Regions from separate parts of the Gossypium hirsutum genome. Here region 1 is linked to region 2. A link is a contact called in public Hi-C data. All regions are on one chromosome and are shown on one strand. The core of a region is the stretch at or near the end of the contact, and the rest is flanking DNA. Distances in the headings are between cores, read along the strand shown.

Region 1 (6,466 bases), core at 3,372-5,871, 68 kb after region 2:
AGGCCAATCTTTTAGCTTCAGTATCTGAGGCCATGATTTTGCATCAAAACGACCATCTGTATACCCTCTAAAGAATTGGTGAATATTGACCACTACCTACATTTCATCAAAAGAGCTGATTATAGAACCAAGGTAATCCAGCCAAAAAGCAATTGAGAAAAGACAAGCATGCTTTCCTAATTCGCTATAAAAGCCAAAATACTAGGAATAGATATTAAAATAATCATGATATAATAAAAGCAACAAAGTTCAAACGTGGATATGTTATTCAATTCTCCTTGCTTCAAGTTGCAAAATATGTTGAATTTGTACTCTACAGTATAGCAAATTATAAAAGATGAGTCATATAACTTTTTCTCAAACATGACAACAGAAGCCAAAACATATTATAATAAAAAGTCAGTTGAAGTGAGATCAAACATTACTGTTACTTCTGAAGTACTCAGTTTGACTCATGTAGGTAAAATAAACAGCAAATAATCAAAGTTAGCATCATATGCCAATAATAAGAACACAGTTGATAACCAAACTGACCTCAGACCAATCTAAGCAATCAAGTGCCTTAACTTCCAACTGTAGTTCATGTTTAGTATTCTTAATCTGACGAAAAGCACGCCACATAACCATTGGCTCCCAGCTCAACCCAGTTGCATTCTCAAGTACATTGCTGACAATAACAGGTTCACCATTAGCCCAGTGCCTTTGGAAATGTTCCAAATCTCCACTCTGAATATCTTTAGCTTTTGGACAATATAAATAGTTATCAGTGGTATCTTCACGAGAAGCTGCTTTCCTTAAATTATTATTGCCAATGTTAACTTCTCCCATTGGATTGTAACAAGGGCATTGTTGGTTAGAAAATTGAGGACCATGCCCAAGATTGAGATCTTTGGCAATTTCCTCAGCCTTTTGTGTTAACTGAACAAGAGCATGTCCTCTAAACATACACCTTAGCTCTAAAAGGCCATTACCACACCCATCCAAATCCTCTGGTGGACAAGGAATGCTGCCATTTTCATTTGCCTTCCACCCAGAGGTTACAGCACTCCGCTCTTGAGAGTTGCTTTCCTTGGGGGAATACTCTTGAGAATTCCCCACTTTTGAAGACGAAGGGTTCACAGGTTCTCCATGCAAGTAACGAGAACCCTTATCAACATATTCTTTAAATATTTCCCTTCGTCCACCCTGCAAATGTCCATCGCGTATTTCACAGCAACACGTAAGGCACAGATCATAGTTACAATTAGGACAGCTTCTATGAAAGTCGACAATTGAAGTTCTGCAGTTATTACTGAAAAAAACATGTATTGCCATCAGGAACTTGAGTAAAACGAATCCCAACAACAAAAAGATCCCATTTTAATTTCACCATCATGAAAATAATAATAACCTACCAATATACACGCTCATCTTCACGACAAACTGCCTGTGTAAGCTGTATTTGCTCTGGGAGAACCCCTACTCACTCAAGAAATGTGTTAAAAATGAACTATATTTATTTGAGAATAAAGAAATAAATAACAATGTATTATCATACCACATGCATTTTAAGATAACAAGAAGTTTATAGTCTTGATTGCTGGTTCAGTTTCCCAATAATAGTTGGGGTCAAGAAATAACATTTTGAGAGATGAGAGTGGTGCATATGATTCTTAACAAACCAACCAGTATACTGCACCAAATCAAGATGAAAATTCGATATTGTAATTAACGAATTTTCATATGATGTCCTAGTTTACTAAATACAGAAGAGTAGGTTTAATATGGTTCAACTTCCATAGTCTTGATTGCTAGTTCAGTTTTCCGATATTGGTAGGGCTCAAGAAATAACATTGTAGAGACAAGGGTGGTGCACATGATTCCTAACAAACCAACCAGTATACTGCACCAAATCAAGGTGAAAATTTGATATTGTGACTAAAGAATTTTCATATGATGCCCTAGTTTACTAAAGACAGAAGAGTAGGTTTAATATGGTTCAACTTCCATAAAGAAGTGGCAGATTGCTTAAAATCAGGAACAGAAAAAAAAAATGAGCTTCACATATCAACAAGAGGCCAACTTAAAGAGTTTGGCATCAAAACAACAAATTCGGCTAGCATAGTATCTGGAAGTTTCTTGTTCAAATTTATTCCCAATAAATACACAGATAGTAAGCTCCAAAGAAGACAAAGAACCATGTTCAGTTTCAAAATCAACAAGAGTTTGCAAAGAATATAACAAAAGTTGCAGAAAAAACATGTTAACATGGAGATATACATACCTTGAATGCTTGCCTCAATGGCCACTTCTTTCATTTGTTCTTGACTAATTTGTTTAATGTATGGAAGAAGTGTCTGAAGCAAGTATCTAGAGTGCAGAATACTTTGGCCCTGCTCTTTCAATTCCTACAACTCATCAAGTACACAATATCATAAATCAAGTATGGGATTATATGAGCAATTATGCATCAAATAAAGCAGTAAAGCCATGAATTTCAGAACTAACTTCAAGAGGGCCAAGCATGCGCAAGCATGACTTGCAATTGCAATTCCCCCGACAAACGGGGCAGGCATCAGCAATTGCTTCCTCTGACATATTGGGATACCTAGCCCCAGAAAACAAATACATGGTAAGTTAGATGGGAAACAATATGATATTTACTTACGATTAAGATGGCCAAAATATATGTTGCCAGCAACAGAAAAATATACTAAGTAGTTCAGGAAAAGCAGCAGTTTTTAAGGGAAGAGCAGATACAGTTAGCACTCCAATAAGAATACCATTTTAAGCAGGGAACGCAAAATCGTTTCCTCTTGCAACTCTTGCATCTCACAACCCTGCCTTTATCATTCCTCTGGCACTGATGGCACATTGATGATTCTTCTGCAATCCACTGTTAAATGCAAAAACCAAACACATCAACACTCGAATCCATCAGGTAAACAAAATGAAAAAGACATCATAAAAACAACTCTAGAGTTAAAAAAATCAAATTTTTTTACCTTCTTTCTATCTGCATCCCGCAGAGACTCTTCATTCTTGGGAACTCCTGAGTCCCTAAGTGAATATTTTCTCTTAGTGATCGTTCCCAAAGACCCATCCTCCTCTGGTTTTTCCGAACTTTTCCCATTCCCTGCAACTTCCTCTTCCATCTTCTTTTGGCCCTTCTTTGGCCCTCTTCGCCCTCTCTTCTTTCCATCAGCTACGTCGAAATTGCCTTCTTGCTCTTCTTTACCTTCCTCTTTTACAGCTTTTCCTTCATTGCCTTCACTTGCAGAACCTTGTTTCCTTGCCTTGCCTCTTCTTCCTAGCTTCTTTGCAGGTGCCCCATTACCGCCATAATCATTATAACCATCTTCTTGACCTCCAGGTTGAACAACTTTCCTCTTTTTCTTGCCCTTGCGTCTACGTTTGTTATCTACAAAGTCATCCTCATATTCTAGAATCTCAGCATAATTAACCCTCCTCGAAACAGTTCTCAGTCTCTTCTTCAAAACATCCCCGCTATCTCCTTCCCCAATACCAGCAGCACCCGAATCAACTTCCCCCTTCTCAGCCGCAAAATCCGAAGTTTTCCCCCCGACATTACCCTCTTCCTCAATATCTATTTTGCTCCTCTTAGAAGAACCTGCCGCTTTCTTCTTTCTACCTCTTTCTTTAAGCTTATTTAAAGCAACGTCTTCATCCTCCCCTTCCGAATCCCCACTTTTTATATCTTTCCCTTCAATTCCCTCCTCTTTTCCCACTAATTCCCCTCCGTTCTCTCCACCCACATCTCTATTTCCCCCTCGTCCCTCCTCTCTCCCTTCAACTTTCTCCTCCACAAAACCGCAATTTTCCTCACTTCCCATCGCTTCACCGTCGCTTTGCGACACTACAAGGAAGACTCCAACCACACTCTCTAAAAGCTAAGTAGTCGAACGAGGACAGAGCCTAGGTTTTTTTAAATTTTTTGGCCTGAGCTGGTAGTTTATAAATTAGTAATAGTAGTATAGTACAAGTAGAAGTAGAAGTAGAAGTAGAAGTTTATATTTATAGTTTATATATATATATAAAATTTTCTTTAAAAAAAAAGGAAGATAAGTTGAGAATGAGGAAGGAAACAGTATTAATAACCGGCGCCGTTCACTCCCCTAAGAATGCGTATTAGGGTTTGGTTTGGAGTTTAAATAAGGAAAATCAAAAGTGGAAAATTTTGGAGGGAAATCAAAATATTGTGGGTTTTTTATGTGAAATAATGAAGTGCTCCTCTTCTCTCTCTCCATCTGCGCATGTCTTCCTTGGCGCAGTGTTTCGGAAAATGGAAAAACCAATCAATCAGCTGCAAATTGGATAGTGGAACCTGGGTTTGGGACACCCCACAGCACATTGTTTCTTTCTAATACTTCAATCTTATTAAAATTAGAGGTGATGATGTGATAAATATTTTATCTATTTGAGAAACAAGGGCGAGTTTAATATCTTTAGCTGTTTTTCAGAATGTTCAGTTTTTATATAGAACAGTTGGAAAATTAATTTTGAAAAAGTTGTAGAAATTGAATGATTGAGGGATGAATTAGTAAATTAATGCTATCTCTACCCCACCCATTTGAATTAGCCTCTTTCTCCCCCTCTTCGCTCTCAATTTCCTGCATCTACTAACACCATTCTTTTTAATCAAACCTCCTATTGTTTATCTCTCTCTTAACTCCCACGGCGGAATCTAGTACAGACTTTGAGAGGTCATGATCGCTCCAAATTTTCAATTTTTTACAATTTAACCTTTCATACATATATTATACTCCTCTAAGTAGGCCTCCCAATTTTTACAACTTTTGTAATTTCGCCTTTTATATATAAACTAATTTATTCATGATAATTTTTTAATATTCTTTTTATTAAATAATATTTTATAAGTAACATAATAATATATATAAAAAGAAATAGAAACTTTCTTCTTAGAAAATAATGAAAAAAATTTATTAGGAGACGGTTTCTAATTTGTTACAAGTGTAAAAACGAAACAAACATAACTAGATAATGTTATAGTAAATTTGAGCTAAAGTAAAACAGAGGAAGAAAATATTGGTCACTTTGTTGGAAATTTTGTCAAATGATAGTTTGTGAAGTAATAAGTATTCTAGTGAAAACGAAATAAAAAATGATTAACCAATTTGAAAATTATGTGAATTTCAGATCAAGAAACTATGAAAAATATATTTTTTTTATGATCGAATTTGGTTGGTTTTGGATTACCATGAATTTGTCAATTTTAGATTGAATGGATTATTATGTTGAAATATTTTGTTACGTTAGAATATTACTTCTTTTGACTCAATTGTTATGGTGAAATACTACTTTTTCTTATTTTGAATCGATTGTTTATATGTTCAAAATAATTGTTATGTCGGGATACTAATTTTTTAATTGATTGTTTACATGTTTAAATCAATTGTTATGTAAGAATACTACTTCTTTTGAATAAATTATTTATACGGTTCAATCGATTGTTATGTAAGAATATTATTTCTTCTTCTTTTAAATTGGTTGTTTATATATTTAAATCAATTATTATGTTAAAATACTGCTTTTTTTAAATAAATTATTTATATTTTTAAATTAATTGTTACATAACATATTTAATTTTAATTCAACTCCCTAAAATAAACATTGTTGCTTCACCGCTTGCCATAAAATTAATCTAAGCTAAAAAGCTCAACTTACTGCCCAATGGTGTATTGGAATTATAGCTAGTTCTGGAACTTCTTTCCCTTTCAACTTACACGTGTTCTTGTAGATTATGGGATTTTTCTCAAAAAAACAAAGGTTACAAACAATCATGAATAGCAGTAGCAGCAACAATGACTACTTTACACCGTAAATGACACCAAAATCCTACCTCCACCTCCCACGACCAAGTAAGAGGAAATCACAACCCATTTCAAAAACACCACATTTTTAGCCTTCTTTACTTATCTCCCAACCCTTTAGTAGAGAATGTTAGCAGACAAAGTGTGGATTCACTCAAAATTATTTCCAATGCATAATTTGTTTCTAGCCCTTTTTTTTTATTTATGTATCAAGTCGTTGCATTTTCTTTAATTGGTGGTTGGTTGCTTTTGGGGGTGTGAATTTTTTTTTTATAAATTTTATAATGGTTGTGTATTTTGAATTACAAATTAAAAATTGAATAATAAATGCGGTTTGTGCGACTTAATCTTAAATTATACTTAAAGCGGTGAATACCCTTGACTATCAAATGATCTCATAAAATTATAATGTTTTGTGTATTTTAAGCTTGAATTTGTTAATAATGATGTAAGTTGTCTCGTTTGAGAAATAGTTTTATCTCTTAAGCAACAATTTTATTTCCCAGAATAATAGGTGGAGATAACTAATGATCCGGACTTTATGGTTTCTTAAATGCTAATTCAAAATCTATTGGAACCACTAAGCTATAATCACCCTCCTCTTATGTACACGTGCTAAAACAATGATTGTTGGA
Region 2 (7,083 bases), core at 2,553-5,052:
GGTCGACTTGGACATAATGGCTCATTCTACCAATTGCGAATGTTAAGAAGGGAATAATCTACAGAGTTAGGTTGGGATTTGACCCTTCATGCACAGTCTAAGAGAGCTGCTGCTATGTAGAGTGTGTGGTTGATTGAGGATAGTGATTGGGGTAGACTTGGAAATCTTAGTCAACAAGTGAATCTGAATACTGGACCACAAGAGGGACATGTTCGGTTGGATCCCATGTTAGGAATTAATTTAGAGGAAATGGTATTATGGGTCAGGGGGAAGGTCGGATTGATATGGAACATGACAAGGAGGAATTTTCGATTGGGACTGGCGAAGGTAAAAGAGGTTTCGCAAGGAGGGTGAAACACTGAGCTTTAATTGTGTAGAAGATGCGTTAGTGGTTAGGGAGGAAAGACCAGTGGGGAAAACCCATTTTGTATTGGCGGTGCCAGGAGGCAAGCTGACTGGTCACAATGAAAATCTTGAGTTGGAATGTCCGTGGTTTGGGGAGTCCACGGGCAGTTAGAAGGGTTCGACATTTGCTAAAGTTGTATAATCCCCACTTAGTATACTTTATGGTGACTAAATTAAATAGTAAGAGGATGGAGAATATTCATAGGCGTTTTGGTGTTTGAATGGATTTGATGTTTTGACGGAGCGCTCGAGAGGTGGCTTGTGTATAACATGAAATGTAATAATACTATCTCTTTTAGAAATTATTCAATGAACCATATTGATGTAGATGTTCATGAAGATGAAAGTAATTTACGATGGAATTTCACCGAGTTTTATGAGGCTTCTTATGTTAGGGGATAGGAAGATTCGTGGCTAATTTTTAAGTCACCGAGGACTTCGCAAGACTCCTATTGGATGGTGTGTGGGGACTTCAATGAAATCTTGTATTCATTTGAGAAAGTGAGGGGTGTGCCTAGGGACGAGAGAAGGATGGAAATGCTTAGAGGAGTTTTGGAGGACTGTCACTTAGTGGATTTGGGATACTCTGGACCTTGGTATGCATGGAAGAGGGGAATATTCAGGAAATGAATATTAGAGAACGTCGACTGAGGGGTAACTAATGAAGGCTTGATAAACTTATTCCCTAATTTTATGGTACGTCATTTACCTTACTTTTATTCAAATCATTGTCCTCTCCGATAGAGAAGGGCATTCATCACAGACCTATGCATTTTTGATTTGAGGCTTTGTGGGTAATGTAAGAGTCTTTTGAGGATAATGTTAGAAAATTTGTGGTAATGATGAATGAGATATTTTCATTAAGTTAGAACAAATCAGGATTGATTTGTGTCAATGGGCCAAATTGATTCGGGGAAAAAGGGATGGTATTTGGCAGGATTTGACGAGTAAATTAGGGGATTTATTGGAAAGAGAGAGATGATGCAACCCTCGAGGAGTTGATTGAAACAAAAATTATCTTGAATTTAGAAATTGATAAAGATGAGATGTTTTGAGAACATTGAGCACACGTGAATTGGCTTCACTTGGGAGATAAAAACACAACTTTCTTTTATAAATATGCTTCACAGAGAAAAAAAAACCAAATTATGGGTTTACAATATGAGGATGAGAGAGGAACGACCGAGGAGGCTGGGATGGAGTGTATCGCAATGGACTACTTTAAGGAGCTTTTTACGACTAATAGCAGTATGGTTACGGATCATTTGTTAATGGGGGTGAGAAAGTAAATTTTTGATGAGGAAAATTTAATGTTAACCAAAAGGTATACTGAGGATGAGATTGTTAATGCTTTAAAAAGTATGAGACTGATAAAAGCTTTTAGTGATGATAGTTTTTCGACATTATTTTTCAGCATTTTTGGCATATTATAGGCAGGGAGATTGCTAATTTCTGCTTGGAGGTACTGAATAGTGGTAAGGTTCTTGATTCCGTTAATATTACCAATCTTTGTGCTTATTCTGAAAACTCCCCAGCCATTAATTTTTAAGAATTCTAGATTCATTAGTTTGTGTAATGTATTGTACAAATTGGTCGCTAAGATAATAGCGAATCGATTTCAGCGAGTGCTAGAATGGTGTATTGATGGTGCATAGAGTATTTTTGTGCCAGGATGATTGATTACAGATAATATTCTAGTGGATTATGAAATTTTGCACTCATTTAGATAGAAACGATTGGGTAAAAAGAGGTCTACGGCTTCAAAGGTTGACATGAGTAAGGCATATGATCTTGTTGAATGGAACTTCCTTTGTGTGATGATGGAGCGAATAGGTTTTGCATTGTCTTAGATTGACTTAATCATGAGGTGCATCTCATCTGTTTTATATTCAGTTATTGTCAATGGTAAGGTGGGAAAAGCTTTCAAACCAAGTAAGGGGGAATCCTTTAAGCCCTTTTCTTTTCTTGATTTATAGTGAAGGGTTATCAGTTTTGATGAATGAAGTGATGAATGGAGGCTTAATTAAAGGTATCAAGGTGAGTAGAGGGGGGACCTTTGATTATACACTTACTTTTTACCGACGATTGTATGTTGTTTGGAGAGGCTAATGAAAGAGGGGTTCATCCGCTGAAGATTGTTTTACATGAGTACGAGATCTATTTTGTGTAGTGAATAAATTATGAGAACTCAATAGTTTTTTTTAATTCCAATGTGGGTGAAGAAGATAGACATTCAGTTTCTGGTGCCCTAGGAGTTAGATACTCGAATGACCCCGAGCAGTACTTGGGGTTACCTAATATGATGGAGAGAAGTAAAAAGTTCACTTTTCAAACTTTAAAAGGTAGATTTAAGCAAAGATTAGACAGTTACAGTATACTGTTCTTATCCCTATGGAGAAGGAAGTCTTTATTAAAGCAGTTATTCAAGTTATTCCTACATATTCTATGATGTGTTTTTTGTTACCTAAATATTTTTGCACTGAACTAGAGGGTATTATTTCTAGGTTTTGGTGGCAAAAGGGCATGGTTGAAGAGGTATCCCCTACCGCGATTGGAAGAAGCTATGTGAGTTGAAAGAGATCGAAGGTTTAGGATTTTTCAACTTAGCTAAATTTAACTTAGCATTATTAGCGAAGCAGGGCTGGCATCTTATTCAATACCCGATTCGTTATTAGCGCGAGTGTTAAAAGCAAAATACTTTTCGCAAAGTGATTTTTTGAGAGCTAGGTTGGGGAATTTACAGTCGTATACCTGATAGAGTATTTGGGCAACCCGAGGGCTTCTAGAAATGGATCTCTATCGGAGAATGGGCACAAGTGACAGAATTAATGTTATGGAGGATGGTTGGATACCTGGTTCAATTAATTACAAAATTAGTGGTTCTATTTGTGATAATGGGATAACTATTGTTGCGAAATTAATTGATAGCTCGCATTGAATTTGGAAAGAGGATGTGATTCGTGATACCTTTTCAAATATGGACATTGATAGAATTCTACGGATTCCTTTGGCAACGGTGGAACACGCTGATCTGCTAGTGTGGAAAGGGGAGTCTTCGGGCGAGTTTTCAGCCAGAAGTGCATATAGATTACTATGGGACTTTAGTAATGACATGGATACACTTGAAGTACAGAAAGTAATGAAAGGTTTCTATAAAACTTTCAACTTGAAAAGTCTCTTGGGACTTCTTGCCTACTCTAGTTAACTTACAGTACAAACGAGTTTGAAGAAATGCGAAGAGTTTTACTTGGAACAATGCATCCCTCACTACGTTGTCGTGTCGTTGGGTCTGGGAAAACACCGCGAACGTGAACCTGATTGAGAGCCTAAGTCGTTTAGTGATCGAAAGAGCAAACAGAGGATACGGGTACTAGAAGTTTCTCCGGAAAACTACAACCGACAGCAATAAGGACATATATGGGGAGTGGTGGGTAGCAGTTCAATTAATTTTGACTGGATAAGGGTCTTAGTTTCCTTTTTCCTTTTTCTTTATATTTTGTCCGTCGGGTCTTGTTTGTTGGACTCTTGTTTTATGTTTAAAGACTCATTTCTTGGGCTCAAGTGGTTAGGCCATCTTCTTATAATAAAAGTCTAGTCTTATTATTTCAAAAAAAAAAATCGCACCCAAATTTTCACTAATACTTGAAATAATAATCTAAATTTTCCTTTTACATGAGTGGATTAATCAATATATACATAAGCCAATTTTTTTTCTATGTTTTTCATTTGTTAAAACTAGTCTCTATACTTTTACTTTTTTTTGAAGAATTTAATTTTTTGGAGTGAGGTGAGCTTGTGAATTAGTTTTAACAAATGGAAAGCATTGAAAAACTACAAAAAAAAAATAAAGAAAGAAGGAAAATTGAGAGAGAAGTATAAGAGAGTGGAAAATAAAGAAAAAAAATAAAGTTAAAAGAATATAAAAGAAAAAAATTAAATTGCTCAAAATGAAAAAATATAGGGACCAATTGTAGAATTTAACCTAAAATTTTTATTTGAAATGATGATTTAATGTGGTAAAGAAATGTTGAAATCAAAGTTTGTGGGATTTTGAAGATGAAGTGGATGAAAGGGAAAAAAATGGAGTGGAGGGAGAAGGGAAATATTTTTTACTTTATTTAAAACTGTGAAAAAAAGAATGCCGATAATGACAATGTATGGCAAAAAAAGAAAAAAAGAAAAATAAAGAACACACAGATTTTTATGTGAAAAACCTTTGGGGAAAAAATCACAGACAGAGGAGAAGATAATTCACTATGTCGAATTTGAATAATTACAAAAGGAGTAGACTATGTCTATTTATAGGCTTGTAAAATCATATTCTAATAGGAATGTAGTAAGATTGAAACACCTTATTCTAATAAATATCAAATAGATGGAGTTCAATAAGGTTTAAAAAATCTTATTTTAAAATAAAATAAAAGAAGTGTAGTTCTATATGGATTTTACTTTTATTTTATTTTACTGTTGTATTTTATTTAAATAAGGATTCAGGTCACTCCATTCTAACAATCTCCACCTTAACACGAATTCTCAATGAACAAGTTCTTCATCATGAACACTCAACGAACAAGTTCTCCACCTCTTCCATAAAACCTCTTAAGGGTTGAACTTCAACAATGAGCACCAACCAAGTCTAAGAAATGTTCAAACTTGGTTATAAGAAGTAACTTAGTGGCATCAAATCTACAGAATTTTCATGAGTACTAATTTTGCTCACAACAATATCACCACGAGCAATAATATCACGAACAAAATGAGACCGAACATCAATGTGGTTTGTTTTCTCATGAAACATTTGATCTTTTGTAAGGAAGATAGCATTCTTACTGTTACAAAATACTGTACTAATTTGAAGGTCTTTATTGAGTTTACTAAAGAGTCCCTTCAACCAAATGGCTTCTTTACAAGCCTTAGTAATCACCAAGTACTCAGCTTCAGTGGTAGACAAAGCGATTGTAGTTTGCAAAGTAGTTTTCCAACTAATTGCACAACCTCCGATTGTAAAGACATAACCTGTGAGAGATCTTTTTCTATCAAGGTCTCCAGCAAAATCAGCATCAACATACCCCATGACTCCATCTCTAGTTCTTCCAAACTGTAAGCAAACATTAATAGTACCTCGTAAGTATCTTAAAATCTACTGAACTGCTTTCCAGTGTTTATTACCGAGATTCGCCATGTATCTGCTAACTGCACTGACTGCATATGATAAATCTGGACATGAACAAACCATAGCATGCATGAGGGATCCCACTGCACTAGAATATGGAACATGTGACATGTACTCAATCTCATCATCTGATTGTGGAGACAAAGCTAATGAAAGTCTGAAATGGGCTGCTAAAGGAGTACTACCAGGTTTAGCACTCTGCATATTGAACCTACAAAGAACTTTCACAATATACCCCTTTTGACTTGGGTACAATTTACTTCTTTTTCTATCTCTAAGAATATTCATACCAAGTATCTTCTTTGCTGGTCCCAAATATTTCATCTCATATTCTTCACTTAGTTGGGCTTTAACCTTTCTTATCTCTCATTTATCTTTCACTGCTATCAACATGTTATCAATATAAATGAGTAGATACACAAAAGAACCATCACTGATTTTCTTAAAGTAAACACAACTCTCAAAGCTACTTCTTTTGAAATCATGAGAAGTCATAAATGAACCAAACCTCTTGTACCATTGTCTTGGTGACTGTTTCAAACCGTAAAGTGACTTTTTTTTAGCAAATAAATACAATCCTCTTTTTCTGAGACTGTAAAACCCTTTAGTTGTTGCATGTAAATATCCTCATCAAGTTTTCCATGCAAAAATGCAGTTTTTACATCTAACTGCTCAAGCTCCAAATCATGCATGGCCACATTACCAAGCAAAGCTCGAATCAAACTATGCTTCACAACTGGGAAGAACACATCTATAAAGTCTACTTCTGGAATTTGACTGTAACCCTTTGCAACAAGCCTTGCTTTATATCTAGGTTCTTCAACTCCTGGAGTCCCTTCTTTCTTTTTAAACACTCATTTACAACAAACAACCTTTTTACCTTTAGGAAGTTTTACAAGATCCCATGTTCTATTTTTGTGGAATGAGTCCATCTCATCTTACATAGCAAACATCCACTTTTCTGAGTTTTCACAGCTAACCGCCTCAAAATAATTAGATGACTCATGGTTTGTATCATATCTTCAGCCACATTTAAAGCACAAGTAACTATATCAGCCTCGGTATACTTCTTTGGAGGTTTAATTTCTCTTCTAGTTCTATTTTTGGCGACAGAGTATTGTGGTGAAAAAGTAACTTTATTCTGAATTTTGGTACTAACTTGAGGAGTCGACTCTGTTGTAGATTCTGGATTAATCTGATGCTCCACCTGCTTTTGATGTTCTTTATTGGAAGAGTCTTTAAGAGATAAGTTAGGTAGCATAGCAGTTTCATCAAAAACAACATCTCTGGTAATCACAACTTTTTTATTTTCAGGATACCATAACTGATACCCTTTTACACCAGATTATAACCAAGAAAAACACATTTAATGGATCTCGGTTCCAATTTTCCATTATTAACATGAGCATACGCAGGACACCTAAATATCTTTAAATCAGAATAATTAACAAGATTACTAGACCATACCTTTTGTAGGGTCTTTTTCTCAATGGCAATAGATGGAG

The links. A called contact is a pair of places that touch in the nucleus more often than the background predicts.
Region 1: a Hi-C map of petal shows a contact between it and region 2, with 2.5 times the contacts expected there. The contact joins the promoter of LOC107886373 here to the enhancer-like site in region 2. A contact is called at or near these places in 4 of 34 Hi-C or Micro-C datasets (callus, hypocotyl, leaf and 1 more).

Annotation. Positions count from the first base shown.
Region 1 is chrA12:86,277,315-86,283,780 of Gossypium_hirsutum_v2.1, forward strand. It overlaps LOC107886373 (lysine-specific demethylase JMJ25), which reads right to left and starts at 4,622. Exons shown (of 13, transcript XM_016810300.2): 1 at 2,985-4,622; 2 at 2,763-2,875; 3 at 2,488-2,587; 4 at 2,264-2,387; 5 at 1,395-1,458; 6 at 535-1,291; 7 at 1-96. The coding sequence starts at 3,833.
Region 2 is chrA12:86,210,104-86,217,186 of Gossypium_hirsutum_v2.1, forward strand. No RefSeq gene overlaps it. Among protein-coding and RNA genes, the nearest start is that of LOC107942278, 11 kb to the right of the region's middle. Within about 2 kb of position 3,803, at least 8 of the 9 cell types and tissues checked have an H3K27ac peak or open chromatin away from gene starts, as enhancers often do. A contact at or near this core is called in hypocotyl and leaf, where this site is marked.